Regions from separate parts of the Mus musculus genome. Here all the other regions are linked to region 1. Evidence: chromatin contacts called from public HiCAR-type and promoter capture Hi-C data. All regions are on one chromosome and are shown on one strand. The core of a region is the stretch at or near the end of the contact, and the rest is flanking DNA. Distances in the headings are between cores, read along the strand shown.

Region 1 (3,452 bases), core at 469-2,968:
GGCATTTACCTCTTCCTCCCAAGTAGGATTTAAAGCATGTGTAACCACACCTGGCCTAGTGACAGCCTTTAAAACATGACATGTATCAGAGAGAGTGTTAAAACAGCAATGAACTATCCTTAAGGACGAAGCCTTGATGGTTAAGTGTGGCCACCCTTTTCCCCATCTCATAAACAAGGCTAGAGCTTTGCTTACAGGAAAAACACCCCAGGTTCCCCTGCAACCTTTCTTTGTGACCTTGGATGTTACCCCATCAGTTAAGTTTCTACTCACCAAGTAGGAGCCGCCCTGTGATCTTGGATTCCTCAGAAACTCTAGTCCTCTCTGAGGCACTCCCAGACATGTTCTTGGCCACACCTTTCTTTCTGAGACCCTCACTTCCTCTTAAGTATATAGCTTAGAATCTATATTAAAAATCTCTTCTAATAAAGTCTGATTGTCTCACATATTGGTTCATCCTGAAATGTTTTGCTGCAGCAAAGTCAAGAATCAGTTTTTCTCCGAATCCAGGTCCCTAATAGATAAGGGAACTCCTCAGACTTGCTGGTGGCTGTCTGGAAGAACATCTCGTCCCTGCTGACAATCCTCCTTCCAACTTTGGAAAGACCTTAAGGACAACCCTGAGCTTATTCAGATAATAAAAAAATAACATCTCTGCTTAAGGTCAGTTGATTAGCAATTTGAATTCCATCTGTAGGCTGAATGACAAACATCTGTTTCCCAGGAATTATTAGATGACTATGCCTCTGTGTGGACGGAGGTGGAGGTGGGAAGGGGCAGAGGAGGACAGCAGGGCCAGCCTGAGCTATATTCTGGGGTACAGAGGGGGAGTGAAACCACCTCAAACAACAAGAACAAAATTATTAGGAGATGCTGTGGCAAATTTCTTGAGTCTTAACACTGATATTTGCTAACATGGGAATTGCCATTCTTCTTGTGTTAAAATTTATTTAATCGGGCTTAGCTCGAAGGCCAGAAAATAGGACTCAAGATCTTGAATCTTTATGAGAAAGGGTGGGCGAAGTTCTCTTAATGACATCTGGAGATAGTGCAATAGATTTGTGGAGAGATTGAGTGGGTGAGGAGTGCCTATCCTTAACTGAAGCTGAGGGTATAAAATTCCAGCAAAAGGAATCAAGTAACAAACTTTCTCCAAGGCTAAGAAAAACCAAAGAGTTCAATAGGTCTCCATGAAGATCAGATACTACTGAATTGACAAGATTGATTAGTGTAGTCTTCATAGGTAAAGGCTACCTGTGGTTCAATCCAAGAGCAGATATAACAAGGTTATTCTATTATTCAATATGAGCTAAAGAATACAATCAATATGAGTTAAAAGTATGAAGAAAAGGGAGCAGGTTCCACCGAGATTTGAACTCGGATCGCTGGATTCAGAGTCCAGAGTGCTAACCATTACACCATGGAACCAGCACGGAGGCAGCAGTGCCTTCGGGTCTCTAATGCTGACAAAACTCCGCCCCCAACCGGAAGCCAGATACTAAAAGATTTACACTTCGCTTCTCTGAATGATTGGGGAGAAGAACAAGCCAAAGGCTCCAAGGACCATTTTAGGATTGTTTTTCCTGTATGCCTTCCCAAAGCCGGGTGAGAATGTGGTGTCCACTCCTGCGCATTCCACCCTGCCTAGCTTATGGGCGGGGTGCCATCTCTCCGGAAGTACTTTCTGCGAGGGGCTGGGGCCTTCCGGAAGTGACGCATACAGGGCGGGGCTCGTCACCGGGTCCGGCAGCTGAAGCTCCTCGCTCGCTCGGGTTACCCCTGCAGCGACGCCCCCTGGTCCCGCCGCCGTTGCCACCGCCGCTCCCGCCCCTCAGCTCCTCGGCCGCGCCATGGGCACCCGCGACGACGAGTACGACTACCTCTTTAAAGGTGAGGCCGTGGGCCAGCGAGAGCCCATTTGGGGCCCGAGACACTCCCGGGGGACCCGCGCAGGGCCAGCCCTGCCCTGGTCGGAGTCCGCCTCGGCGCTTCCTTCCTGCCGCCCCGTCGGGGGTCCCGCCGCTCGTCCGGGTTCCCGCGCCCTTGGGAGGCCTGACGAGCCGCGGCGCCCCTCTCTGTATGTCCTCCCCGATGGCTGCGTCCCTCACGGCCGTGCAGTTCCTTCCCTGGGCGTCTCGAGCCCCTCCTCTTGGATGCTGCTGCTCGTCTCACGTCCCCCCTCTGACAGGCCCCTGCCTGGGCTGAGCACCCATATCGGGACACCCACTGGCTCGGGGGGCGGGGGTGTTGCTTTTTCTCTTTTCTGTTCGTTTCCCTTTTCTTCCCTTCCCTCCTCGTGAGCCTTTTCCTGGGCTTCGGCCAGATTCGCCCGTCCCCGGGCCCCCACCCCCATCCCCGCAGACCTCGAGGTCAGTACCCGCGGACTGTCCCCTCCCTCCCCACAGACGGGCAACTAATGTTTAGCACTCCGGAGCGACCTGGCTGGTGGGAGGGAGAGAAGGGGAGGGCAAGAGGGGCTGTCCATCACTCCTGGCGTTCATGCACTTGTCGCAGTGTCCAGGCAAGCAGATGACTTCCCACCTCGCGTTTTTCTTTTTTTTTTTTTTTCCCCCCCTTTTCATCTCTGTCCCTGCCTAGCTACAACCAGACCGGGATAACTCCTTTTACTTGGCTTTCGAGAAGGGGCTGCGGATGGGTGGTGGCTGTTATCCCTGCCAGACCTGAAGGCCCAGTTCCCGAACAGGAAAGGTTGTGCGCTGCACAAATACTAGCGAGCTTATCACTGTGGACTGGTTGCTTCCTGCTGCAATACTGGGAGGATCCGACAGGAAGGGAAGAACCCTGGTTGGTCACATACCTTTCCCAAACAGTGAGAGAGGGTTATAGTGCTAGCGTGCCCTTTTAGTGAAATCAAGAATTTATTACAGGATGGGGGGAAATGTGGAGCCGGTGGACAGAACAGGGAAGAATGTAAATAGAGACTTGCTTATGGGTTGAGTCCGCGAAGAAGCTGAAGTGAAAGGATACAGTTCTCAGTGACGAGAGAGTACAGTGAACGCTTTTTTTGTTCATGAATGCGCTCTCACTTTCGTAGCCTTGCTCTGCTCCTGAATTAGAAGGGCAGCCATCAGTAATTTGTTGAACAAAGATCATTGCCAGTGAGGAAGAAGCCCTTGCTTTTAAAGCTTTTCTGGGGAGGGTGGAGTTTCAAGAGTGTTAAGCATGGTGAGTGTTCCTGGCTTTGCCATTGGGTGCTAAGAGTGATTGGACTAAGTGAAGAAGCAGGAAACATTTCCAAATTCTTTACAAGTCTTGACATATTAGCTGCTAGTACACCCTTATCAAAAGTTACTCCGAATATTCTATTTATAGAGTAAGTACCTTCAGTGTTACCCTTACTACCATATTGGAAAGTAATGTATAGATAAGAAGGCACCAAACCTTAAAAATACTACTAGGAAAGCAGGCCTTGGCGGTATAGGCTTTTAAAA
Region 2 (3,452 bases), core at 680-3,179, 1.3 Mb after region 1:
ATTGTCTTTTCCTTAATGATTTCTAGGAGAGTTATATATATATATATGTATATATGCAAACTGACCACTTGTTAATCTGATGTTAGGTTAATTTTGTGTAGTTCTCATAATTAGTCTTCTGCTGCCATTTAAAAATATAAATAACAGAAGCATTGCTCACCTTTAAGGTAAATCATTAAAAAAAAAATTCTACTTTTATTTTAAAAAGTTAGTTTTTCTGGAAAGATCAGGATTTTTCTGAATAATATAGAGCCAAAGCAGAAAATCCAGGAAACGAAATGGCAGTTTAATTGTCACTGTTTTGCAATACAAAACAACAGCAACAAACCAGTGCTGAAAGCCCAGTGCTCCCCTCCCTACTCAAGAACAGCAAAACCAAGGCAACAAACTAGCTGTGATTCTGTTGTGGTGCCACTTTACCTATGAAACTACTATTAAAAAATTAATTTTATAAATGTTTAGAAATAAACACATTGTGTTTATAATTTTCTTTATATGTTAGAATTCTGTGACAGATTTTGTCTGAAAAAGGGCTCCATTGCTTTTAAAACTTTACTTTGAAAATGACAGTTCTGCTGCAGCTCCCTACCTCCCTTCAATAGTCCTCCTAGCTATTCTGCATATCAAATATATCATGACTTCACCTAATCTTTCTTTAAAAATCGATATCTAATAGAGAATCTTATAAAGTTCAAACTATTTGCATGACTGCAAAACCCCCCTAAATATTTAACATATTTGTGGAATGAACTCAATGTTGACTAACCCAAAACTGGTGACTATAAAAACAAAAATGTTGCTGGAGAGATGGCTCAGTGGTTAAGAGCATTGGCTGCCCTTCCAGAGGACCTGAGTTCAATTCCCAGCTACCACATGGTGACTCACAACCATCTGTAATGGGATCTGATTTCCTCTTCTGGTGTGCATGAAAATGGAGCACTTGTATACACAAAATAAACAAATCTTCTTTAAACATCACACTATTCTACATCCTTCTTGAATTTTCAGCAAATAATTGTTATATAGTTCCAACACAGAGAATTACTTCATTTGCATATGGTACTTTCCAGAAACCTCATCCTATTTACTCATTCTCCCCACAAAAATTGAGGACATATAAGAGTAATGATACTTTAGACATGAGGTTGTATGCTAGCAGAAAGTCTGAGAAATGCTTCCCTTACACTTTCATGGGTAACTGAGATTGTTAAAGGTTGGTGACTGCCAATTCCGGTCCTAGTATTTACTGTGTTCTCAGGAGGGAAGTTTTTCTGAGCTTTAGGGCACTAAATGAGAAAACATAGGACTGCTTTTCGGGTTTTGGGGGTGGTGGTGCGGGGACAGGGAGGCAGTTGAGACTTGCTCTTCTATGTAGCCCAGGCTGGCCTCCACCTCCCCATCCTCACATCTCAGCCTTTTCAGGGCTGTGATTCCAGGCAAGCGCCACATCTGGCTTGGGACCCTATCTTGCACTATCTAGGTAGGATTCAGTCTGGACAGTGAACACGACTGTGAGGACATCTGCACATACGTGCAGTCTGAGGTCACCAAGCGTCCAGCCCGGGCAAAGGCCAGGCCTTGGTGTCAGCTCACTTTCCTGTGCACACCTCAAGCACCTCAGCATCCCTGAGGATTTCCCTGGAGCCCAGCGCCTGACAGCCAGACCGGGTTTGTCGCTGTGGAGGATTGTTTTAACATTGTCTCCCTGCTCCGAGGTTACCTGAGGCCAGAGGTGACAATTTTCCTGATCTGCGCAGTCGCTCCGCCCTCCCGTCCCGTCCTGTGCGCACGCGCCGCACCTCAAGGCGCTCTCACCCGCGCGCTGCCCGCTGGGTGTCCCCCGCCCTGGCCTAGGGTGGTGAGGGGAACACGCATGCGCACACTCGCCTGACCCCGCCCCCAGAGGCCCGGCCCCAGGGGCCCAGGGCCGGCTCCCCGGCGTGCCCCGGCCATGGAGGCCCTGCGGAGGGCCCACGAGGCTACGCTGCGGCTGCTGCTGTGCCGGCCCTGGGCCTCGGGCGCCGCCTCCCGCCCGAAGCCCCGCGCCTCGGAGGTGCTGACGCAGCACCTGCTGCAGCGGCGGCTGCCGCACTGGACTTCCTTCTGCGTGCCCTACAGTGCGGTCCACAACGACCAGTTCGGCCTGTCGCACTTCAATTGGCCGGTGCTGGGCGCCAACTACCACGTCCTGCGCACCGGCTGCTTCCCCTTCATCAAGTACCACTGCTCCAAGGCGCCCTGGCAGGACCTGGCCCCGCAGGACCGCTTCTTCACCGCGCTCAAGGTCATCAACCTGGGTGAGTGGCGGCGCCCTCGTCTGACCCAGGCACTCCTCCATCCCAGGGCGGCCGCTGGCCCACAAGCACGCTGCTCGCTCTCCAGGGCCGGCCCTTCGCATCCCCGGTGGGCTGCTTGCAGCACCCCTGAGGTCGTGCCCTGCCACTGTCCACCCGGGAGAACCCTGCCCAGGGCAGCGAGGAGTGAGTCCCGACAGTGGCTCCGAAGTTGCTTAGCAAGAGTCATTCCCGCGCTCATCACCAAGAGCCTTTGGAGGACAAAAAACTGGACGGACTTTTAAAGTTTCTTTGTCTTTCTGTGAAATCTCAGCAATTGTGTTTTGCTAAAAGCAGTAGGTTCTCTCCAGACATCATATTTTCTCAGGTGCTAGACTTAAAAGATGCTGTCTTTTAAGATCCTTTAGTATCTATATTCCTGAAGATAATCTAATTCTGACGGTCCTCCTGCTAGATGTGTGTGTTCTGTGGTCTAATGGCAGAAGAGTCAATATCACGGATTGTAGATGTGACAGCATTTTATAGATTAGGGAAAAATTCAAGTCCTCAAGATGTTTCGGACCTATTAATAGCTGCTAAAAAAAATATTAACTTAGATGTCAGTCACTCAAACTCTATACAAGGAAGCAGAACCAGTATAATCCAAATAGTTTTTTTTTAAATATTGCTGTCTAGGGATTTATTAACTTTTTTATTAGATTATTTTCTTTATTTACATTTCAAATGTTATCCCCTTTCCTAGTTTCCCCTCCGAAAATCCCCTATCCCCTTCACCCTCCCCCTCCAAATAGTTTTTTTTTTTTTTTCAATCCAAAATTAACACTAAACTCTGTGTAGCCGTACTAGTGTTACATATAGTCTGGTAGTTCATTCAATTTAATAAAGCATGGGCATTTCTGCTTATAATAACTCAAATAGCACTTACGGGATTTTTGAGCCATTGTCCCCCTGGAAAATCCAGGAAGGAGATTATACACCAATGTGTCTCATAACTTGTTTGATCCACTCTATACAGTGTATGTCAACTAATCCTGAGGTTGGTATGAAACTATGGGAAAAGCCAAAATGCTAACAAATTAGATTTGTGAAATGAGTTTATTTTATTATTTTCAGAATTGGCAGGAGTCATTCTTTTCCAAATACTGAGATATAGGTTAG
Region 3 (3,452 bases), core at 372-2,871, 1.3 Mb before region 1:
CAGCTGCTCTTTAGAGTGTGTTTGGATCCCAGTGCAGGCTGTAACACCAGTGAAGGAAAGCCTGAACAGCAGGATCTGCCCCTGACGGCGAGTGAAGGCAGGCAGCAAAGAAGCCAAAGTTTCTTTCTTCCCTGCGCTTCACAGAGGCTGCCCTGAGAAGGTGTGGCCCAGATTTAGGGTGGGTCTTCCTACCTCAAATGATCCTGCTGTTAACCAAAACTCCGGTTTGGTGGTCTTTTTTTTTTGTTTGTTTGTTTTGTCTTTTTAGTTAACTCTACCTGTAGCCATGTTGGCAATTCAGAATAACCATCACACATGACCCAGTTTGAGAACAGAACACTGGGCCATTGAGCACTTTACCTAGAGCCCAGTAAGGAGTGTGGGGCTGAGGTAGAAATGGAAGCCATTTCTGTGTTTACACATGAAGTGATCATTCTGTCTTGAAATCTTACTATAGCCAGGCAGGCACACATCTTTAATCCCAGTACTTGGGAGGCAGAGGCAGGCAGATCTCTGAGTTAGAGGCCAGCCTGGTTTAAAGATGGAGTTTCAGGACAGCAAGGGCTACACAGAGAAAACGTATCTACATATTTAGAAAAACCAAACCCAAACTAAGCAATGTGCCAAACAAAAATCCTACTACATTCTGAAGAAGACCAGCAGGGCGGATGAGAGCAGCTGGGGCCACCGCCTCTACACTCATTTTTGTTCCTCTTCTCTACACACATTTCTGTACCTACTTCTTATTATCTGTCCATCATCACCCATCCATCCCAGCTGAACAAGCCCATAAGGAAGCCACTATTGGGTCCTGGCTGAGTTGCTCAAGCTGACTTTGAATTCCTGGTTTCAAACAATTCTCTTGCCTCAGCCTCATAGATAAGTGGAACCCCTGGCCCGTGCCGCCCAGCTTCACTCAGTGTTTATACTTATGTTACCTGCTTTACAGCTGTGCAGAAACTCCACACAGTTCTTGATATCTAGGCCATTCGACTTTCAGTGCCAAGCCTGGGTTTTTAAACTGCCTCTTCCCCATACACTAGCTTGAAGCAAACTAGGCATGCTAAGGTAGGAAGGATGAATGGATGGACGGGTGGATGGAATAAATGAATGGTTTGTAGGTGCTCATCAAAGCTAGAATGGATCCCAGCCTCACCCCGGCACTACCTCAGTTGGAGTCTTCAGGTGGTGCTACCAGGGACCACATGAAAGAGGGAAGGTTGTGGTGGCTAGGTTCTCTAAGAACAAGGATGGTCCTAACCGGAAGCCCAGACCTGAAACCCACTGTGCCTTCCTCTGACACCTTAGCATCCAGGACATTCAACAAAGACCAGGTGAAATTTTAGAGAGACCAGGTAAAATGTACCTCGGCTGACTACCTGGGATACTAGGGAAATGTTTGACAAATGGGTGACCCTGCTGAAGGTTCCTTCCCTTGCATGGCGACCCATGGTGTTATCTTCTGGCCTCAGGACTTTAGTGAGCCAGGGAACACCCTGGGCGTGGCGAGGGCGGGCTCCCGTATCAGAGGGTGGAGCCTGGGGCTGAAAAATCCAGAGAGTGGGGCGGAGCCTACGGCCCGGGGGCAGGGCCTGGAGCCCGAGGGCGGGTCAGCCTCTTAGGGCTGCTTGGCTGCTCCAGGGAGTTCGGGTGCCCAAGCGCTCGATCCGGGAGAGGCTGCAGCCGGGTCGGGGCGCGGATGCTGGAAGTTCACATTCCCTCGGTGGGGCCCGAGGCCGAAGGGCCCAGGCAGAGTCCAGAGAAAGGCCACATGGTGAGCAAATGGACGAAGAGTGTGTGCGGGGATCTACCGATTATCTTCGCGATCAGCGCAAAAGGGACCCAGAATTCAGGGCTAGGACATTCGTCGCAAAGGTTCGGGGTTACTTGGCTTTGCCAGCCCCTTGGACAATGGTTTGGGCTCTTGAGGGGTCGCTTGGAGCAGAGGGGAGGGCCGGTTACCCTTTTCTTTCAGGTGTGTCTGGGGTTCGGAAGGGGTTTCCCTGATGGTGGCACGCCAAGTCGGCTTTGTGCCTTTCTAACACCAGAAATTGGGCGCGTCTCGCGGCGCGGGTCCTACTGCATCCTTTGGACCCGCCGTCTGCACTCCTCCGCCCGCCAGGTGTTCCAAGTGGAGGTGCTGTACAGCGGACGCAGACACACCGTGCCGCGGCGCTACAGCGAGTTCCACGCTCTACACAAGCGGGTGAGATGTCGCGGACTACCCACCGATTTGGCTCCAGGCCAGGTCCCTCGGTGGCATGAGAAAGAGCTCTGATCCCAGCTTCTGGTTGGTCACCCCCATTACTGTCCCAGCCCCCAGGAGGGTGCAGATCATAGGCGACTCCCCCTGGGCTGCAGGGCCCCTCGCGGGGAGGACGCAATGGCTAGAGCTCAGCTCAGACTGACCTTGTCCGTGTGCGTCCTTTCCACTCTCTGGCTTGTCACTTCTGTCCCAACCACCTCTTGCCAGCTGTCCCAGGTTGAAGCTTAAAGACAGACATATAGAGAGGACTGGAGAAAGTCCTCAGCTAGATGCAGTGGGCTTGAGTGCTTTGCTGGGAACTCACCTCTGTAACTGATGTACAGATCAAGAAACGGTACAAAGTGCCTGACTTTCCCTCAAAACGCCTGCCCAACTGGAGGACCAGAGGACTGGAACAGCGCCGGCAGGGATTAGAGACCTACATCCAGGTGTGCACGGGGTACACTTGGTTGCCCCTAAGTCTGAGGGACCAGGGGAGACCCAGTTAGAGATGTGGGAGTGTGTTGGGTCCCACAACTTGGGGTTGTTATTCAGTATCTCAGGCTCTTTATCCAAATGAGTACGAACTTTTCTATCTGGGTTATTGAAAGTTTTGAATAATCCAATGAGTAGATTCTTCACCCTTAGGGTGTTTTCCTGTATTTTCTTCATGAGGTGTGTGTGGACTCCTTCCTCTAACAGTGATAGTTATTTGACTAGCCTGCCCACTTTGTGGTGCTAGTCTTTGCGGTTCATTCCTTAGGATGACCCTGAGTTTGGGCTAATACTTATTTCTACTGCCTTGAAAGTCTTCATTATTTTGGAACAAATGTCCTCAAAATTGTTGTAATGGGTTGTGCAATTAGTAGCTGGATCTTATCTGATTGCAGACTTTCTCTGCCTTCTTCTCTAGGGCATCCTGTACCTGAATCAGGATGTGCCCAAGGAGTTACTGGAATTCTTGAGACTTAGACATTTCCCTACAGACTCCAAGACCAGCAGCTGGAGGTAAGGATAACCCTGCTCACGTGGCAAGGCCCTCGGCCGCAAAGGGAACCTTTAGGATAAGCTTTTTTCCTTTTTGAACGGACTGGGCCCTGGCCTGGTTCTGATACACCGCTTCCCTCATCACCTTTCCTGACTTGGAACAGGGGCTGCTTTTTGGTGGACAGCTTTGGTTACTCTAACTGCCTTGCCTCCACCTCCG
Region 4 (3,452 bases), core at 334-2,833, 1.2 Mb before region 1:
GCCCAAGGCCATAGATTCAATCCCCAATACCTGGGGAAGGGGAAATGTTAAGCTTTCTATAAGAGTAAATCCTACTTTTCAAAGCTGCTGGCTCCTTTGCATAAGAAAAATACCATTCCTGGTTATATTTTAATATAGGAATGTAAAATCAAAATTCAGAGAAAATTGCCCCTTTAAAAAATATAACAGGAGAATGGTGAATCTCACCTACAATCCTGGAAACCCAAGTTTGACCTGCTAATCCCCTAAATTGAAGATCTTAAAGACAGAGAGATCAGAAGTTGAAGGCCAGCTTTAGCTACGTAACAAGTTTGGGGCTACCCTGAATTACATGAGAACGTGTGTGTGTGTGTGTGTGTGTGTTATTCCAGCAGTGGGGAGATGGAGGGCAGAAGGATCTGGAGTTCAAAGGTGTTCTTTGTACATAAAAATGTTGAGGCCAGCCTGGGCTACATGAGACCTTGGAAGAAGGAAAAGGGAGGGAAGGAGGGAGAACAAAAGGGAGGAGAGAGTTAAAAAGGAAGGTCGGATAGGGGAAGAACTGGGGAGTAGAGGAGGAGGGAAAAGCAGAGACAAAAGCAAACCAATCTGGGGCAGTGTGGTTAGCTCAGCGGTAGGGTACTTGTTCAACATGGGCAAGGAAGGCCCAGGGTTCAGTTCCCAAAGATTGCATGCATGGTCAAACAGACACTCACATACATCCCCCAACCGGAAACGCGGTAGTACAGTCAATCATCACCATAAATCTAATGAGGAGACACTTAAGTAGCCTCCAAGAAAATAGTAACTGTTAACAATTTTTAAAACACCATTCAGAAAAGAAAAAAAAAAGTTTAAAAATATACTGCCCCTCACCACCAAGACATGAATTTTCCATTGGACCCTCACCCCCATCCAAGCCTGCTGAAAGACTAAGGCTCCCTTAGAGGGCGAGAAAGAAATTTAGGTGTGAGAATGTCAACGGAAACAAATTCCAGAGGAAGGAAACTAAGTAAAAATAAATCCACCGCGGGTCAGGACCACACAGGTTAGTACTGCCTTGCCCGGCCTGATGCTCTCGGGGTGTTACTTCAGAAGCTTCCACGACCCTTCCTACCTTTTCTCGACGAACTTGAAGAATTGGTGACAAAGGTGGAGGAGCCAAGCACCTTCCTAGGGGCTTGAGAAGCCACCGCTGCAGAGAGAGATAAATAGGGGCGTTCAGAAAAGGCAGGAGGGTTCGGATCCCCGAGCTTTGTTCTACAACAGTCCCAGGCCAGTAAAGAGGAGGGAGATGAACAGCAGCAAACGACCTTGCCTGTTCTCTGCAGCTTATTAGCAGTGAGGGCCGGGAGCCTGCCTTCTAGCTGCTCAATGGGAGGCAGCCATGGGCGTCTCCACCCCTGGACAGGCTGCCTAGGGAACCCCCTGCCACCTCGCTGCATCATTTACCTTTTCTGTAGGCTCCTGGAACGTAGTTTGCTTTGGTCCGCACCATGTTCACACAAGAAGAGACAACTTTCACCGTCACCCCAACTGCAGATGTCTCAATTAGAGAAGAACCCGAAAATGATGTTCCCGCCACCGTTTAAATGGGTCTCTTTCCCGCGCGCTCCAAGCGCTTGAGAACCTCGATTCTTATTGGTTCCGCGCCTTCACTCTGGACCAATTGACAGCGTCCAGCAGTGACAGCCTCGAGACTTAAGGTTTTGCTGGCCAGTCAGTCCATCAGCCCCAGTGGTCGTGATTTGTACCTCCCTGGTAGGCGGTGCTAGGACTCTGGGTGGGGGAAGAGGGGGGCACGAAGTATGGAGGTGAGGTAGATAGGTTGTGAACTAGCCAAAATAAAACCAAGTAGAGATAGGGATTGTAAAATTTCTTCAAAAGTTACCAGAGTTAAATCCATGATAATTAAACACTGAAAGTGAAAATTAAGTGGACTTTTCTATGTAAATCATAACTAAAGTTTAGTATCCTAAGGATGAACCCTACTGTGTTCTAAAACAACTTTCTGAGGCGGGAGAAAGGAAAACTCAATTTAGTTTATTTAGTTTACAGTGTTTTAAAAACCGTTTTCAGATCGCATGAGACAAAAAATTAGGACAAATTGTCCATACACATATAAAAATAAGTAAATAAAATTTAAAAAACATGGCCAAAGAATTTTTTAAATGCCAAATGTAAAAGGGTCACAGCACCAACCCACGTGAGGATAACCCTGCAAAAAAGAGATCATATTGTCTGACCCATATTTCAAATTACAATATTCCTAAGAATTTGTGTTTGTTCTGAATGCCATGCACGAAACAAAACCGTATGTGCTTGCTGCAGAATGCTGTCTGTTAATGCTTGTTTAAAAGATGACCCTTCAGCATGTTACAGAACTACTTTTCTGCAGTGAATTATGCTTGAACAGCAATGAAATCTATTCAGGGCCTTAACCAAATCAACAATTAATAGTATATTCAATTTAAAGATTTTAAAGCCAGGCCTACTGCACCTTGTAATCTCAGCCCTGAGGAGGCAGAGAGACTGGGAAATTGTGAGTTCCTTGCCAGTCTGGGCTAGATCACAATATTTTAGAAAAAAGAAAAAAATATAGAAAGGAAGAAAAGAAAAGGGGCACAGTAGTTGAGAGTATTGCTGCTTTTTCAGAGGAACCCAGTTCAATTCCTAGCACTAGCATGGCAGTTCATTCATGGCAGTAACCAAGCTCCAAGTGACTTGGCACCCTCACACAGACATGCAGGCAGGCAAAATGCCAATACACATAAAATTAAAATAAATCGTTTATTTAAAAAAAGAAAGGAAGGAAGGAAAGGAAAGAGCTAGACCGAAAAAACAGGAGCTGGAGAGGTAACTCAGCAGTTAAGAGAACTGGCTACTCTTCCAGGGACCCTGGAGTACACAGGTTCAATTCCTAGCACCTCCATATCAGCTCACAACTGTTTGTAACTCCAGCTCCAGGGGATCTGACACATTGACACAGACACACTCAGGCAAGATGGGAATCAATGCACATAAAATAAATCATCAAGAAAAAAGGAGCCAGGCTGTGGTGCAGGCCTTCAATCCCAACCCTCAGGAGGCAAAGGCAGGTGAATCAAGGCTGTCCTGGAACTCTACAGAATCAGCTCCAGGAAGGCAAAGGCTACACAAAGAAAAGAAAATGGAACAACCAAACAACTAGACAAACAACTCAAGTGAAAATAATGAAAAGGTTTAGGCAGTCATTAAATTAACATTATAATCTTAGCAATTGCCTGTAGTTTATCTTACTCTGGAGTGTTAAATTACTGCCAAATTCTCACATAAAATCAACAAGTCAATCAACAGACATTCCATTCTTGTCATTCACCCTCATGAAAATGAAGTGTTTCTTTTCAGTTTTTGTTTTTCTTTTTTAAAGATTTATTTATTTTATGTATGTGAGTACACTGTAGCTGTACAGATGGTTGCTGGGAATTGAATTC

The links. Promoter capture Hi-C pulls out the DNA fragments that hold promoters and counts their contacts. HiCAR-type assays count read pairs that join an accessible place to other places.
Region 2: a HiCAR-type map of astrocytes shows a contact between it and region 1, with 3 times the contacts expected there. The contact joins the promoter of 2300009A05Rik here to the promoter of Rab11a in region 1. A contact is called at or near these places in 4 of 39 promoter capture datasets (erythroid cells, liver and pre-B cells) and 1 of 115 datasets of contacts at active chromatin or transcription factors (astrocytes).
Region 3: a contact with region 1 is called in a promoter capture Hi-C map of erythroid cells, with 2.9 times the contacts expected there. The contact joins the promoter of Snx22 here to the promoter of Rab11a in region 1.
Region 4: a contact with region 1 is called in a promoter capture Hi-C map of pre-B cells, with 3 times the contacts expected there. The contact joins the promoter of Pclaf here to the promoter of Rab11a in region 1. A contact is called at or near these places in 2 of 39 promoter capture datasets (cranial neural crest and pre-B cells).

What each region holds. Positions count from the first base shown.
Region 1 is chr9:64,736,022-64,739,473 of GRCm38.p6, reverse strand. Rab11a (RAB11A, member RAS oncogene family) reads left to right here and starts at 1,718. Exons shown (of 5, transcript NM_017382.5): 1 at 1,718-1,890. The coding sequence starts at 1,851. It overlaps n-TQctg9 (a tRNA gene), which reads right to left and starts at 1,428; the gene lies at 1,357-1,428.
Region 2 is chr9:63,397,721-63,401,172 of GRCm38.p6, reverse strand. 2300009A05Rik (RIKEN cDNA 2300009A05 gene) reads left to right here and starts at 1,929. Exons shown (of 2, transcript NM_027090.1): 1 at 1,929-2,297. The coding sequence starts at 1,952. Gm16759 (a long non-coding RNA gene) reads right to left here and starts at 1,856. Exons shown (of 5, transcript XR_003948339.1): 1 at 1,721-1,856.
Region 3 is chr9:66,067,928-66,071,379 of GRCm38.p6, reverse strand. Snx22 (sorting nexin 22) reads left to right here and starts at 1,621. Exons shown (of 6, transcript NM_001379335.1): 1 at 1,621-1,774; 2 at 2,123-2,206; 3 at 2,590-2,694; 4 at 3,159-3,253. The coding sequence starts at 1,700.
Region 4 is chr9:65,888,454-65,891,905 of GRCm38.p6, reverse strand. Pclaf (PCNA clamp associated factor) reads right to left here and starts at 1,583. Exons shown (of 4, transcript NM_026515.2): 1 at 1,432-1,583; 2 at 1,097-1,174. The coding sequence starts at 1,477. All of the region lies in intron 1 of Trip4 (thyroid hormone receptor interactor 4), which reads left to right.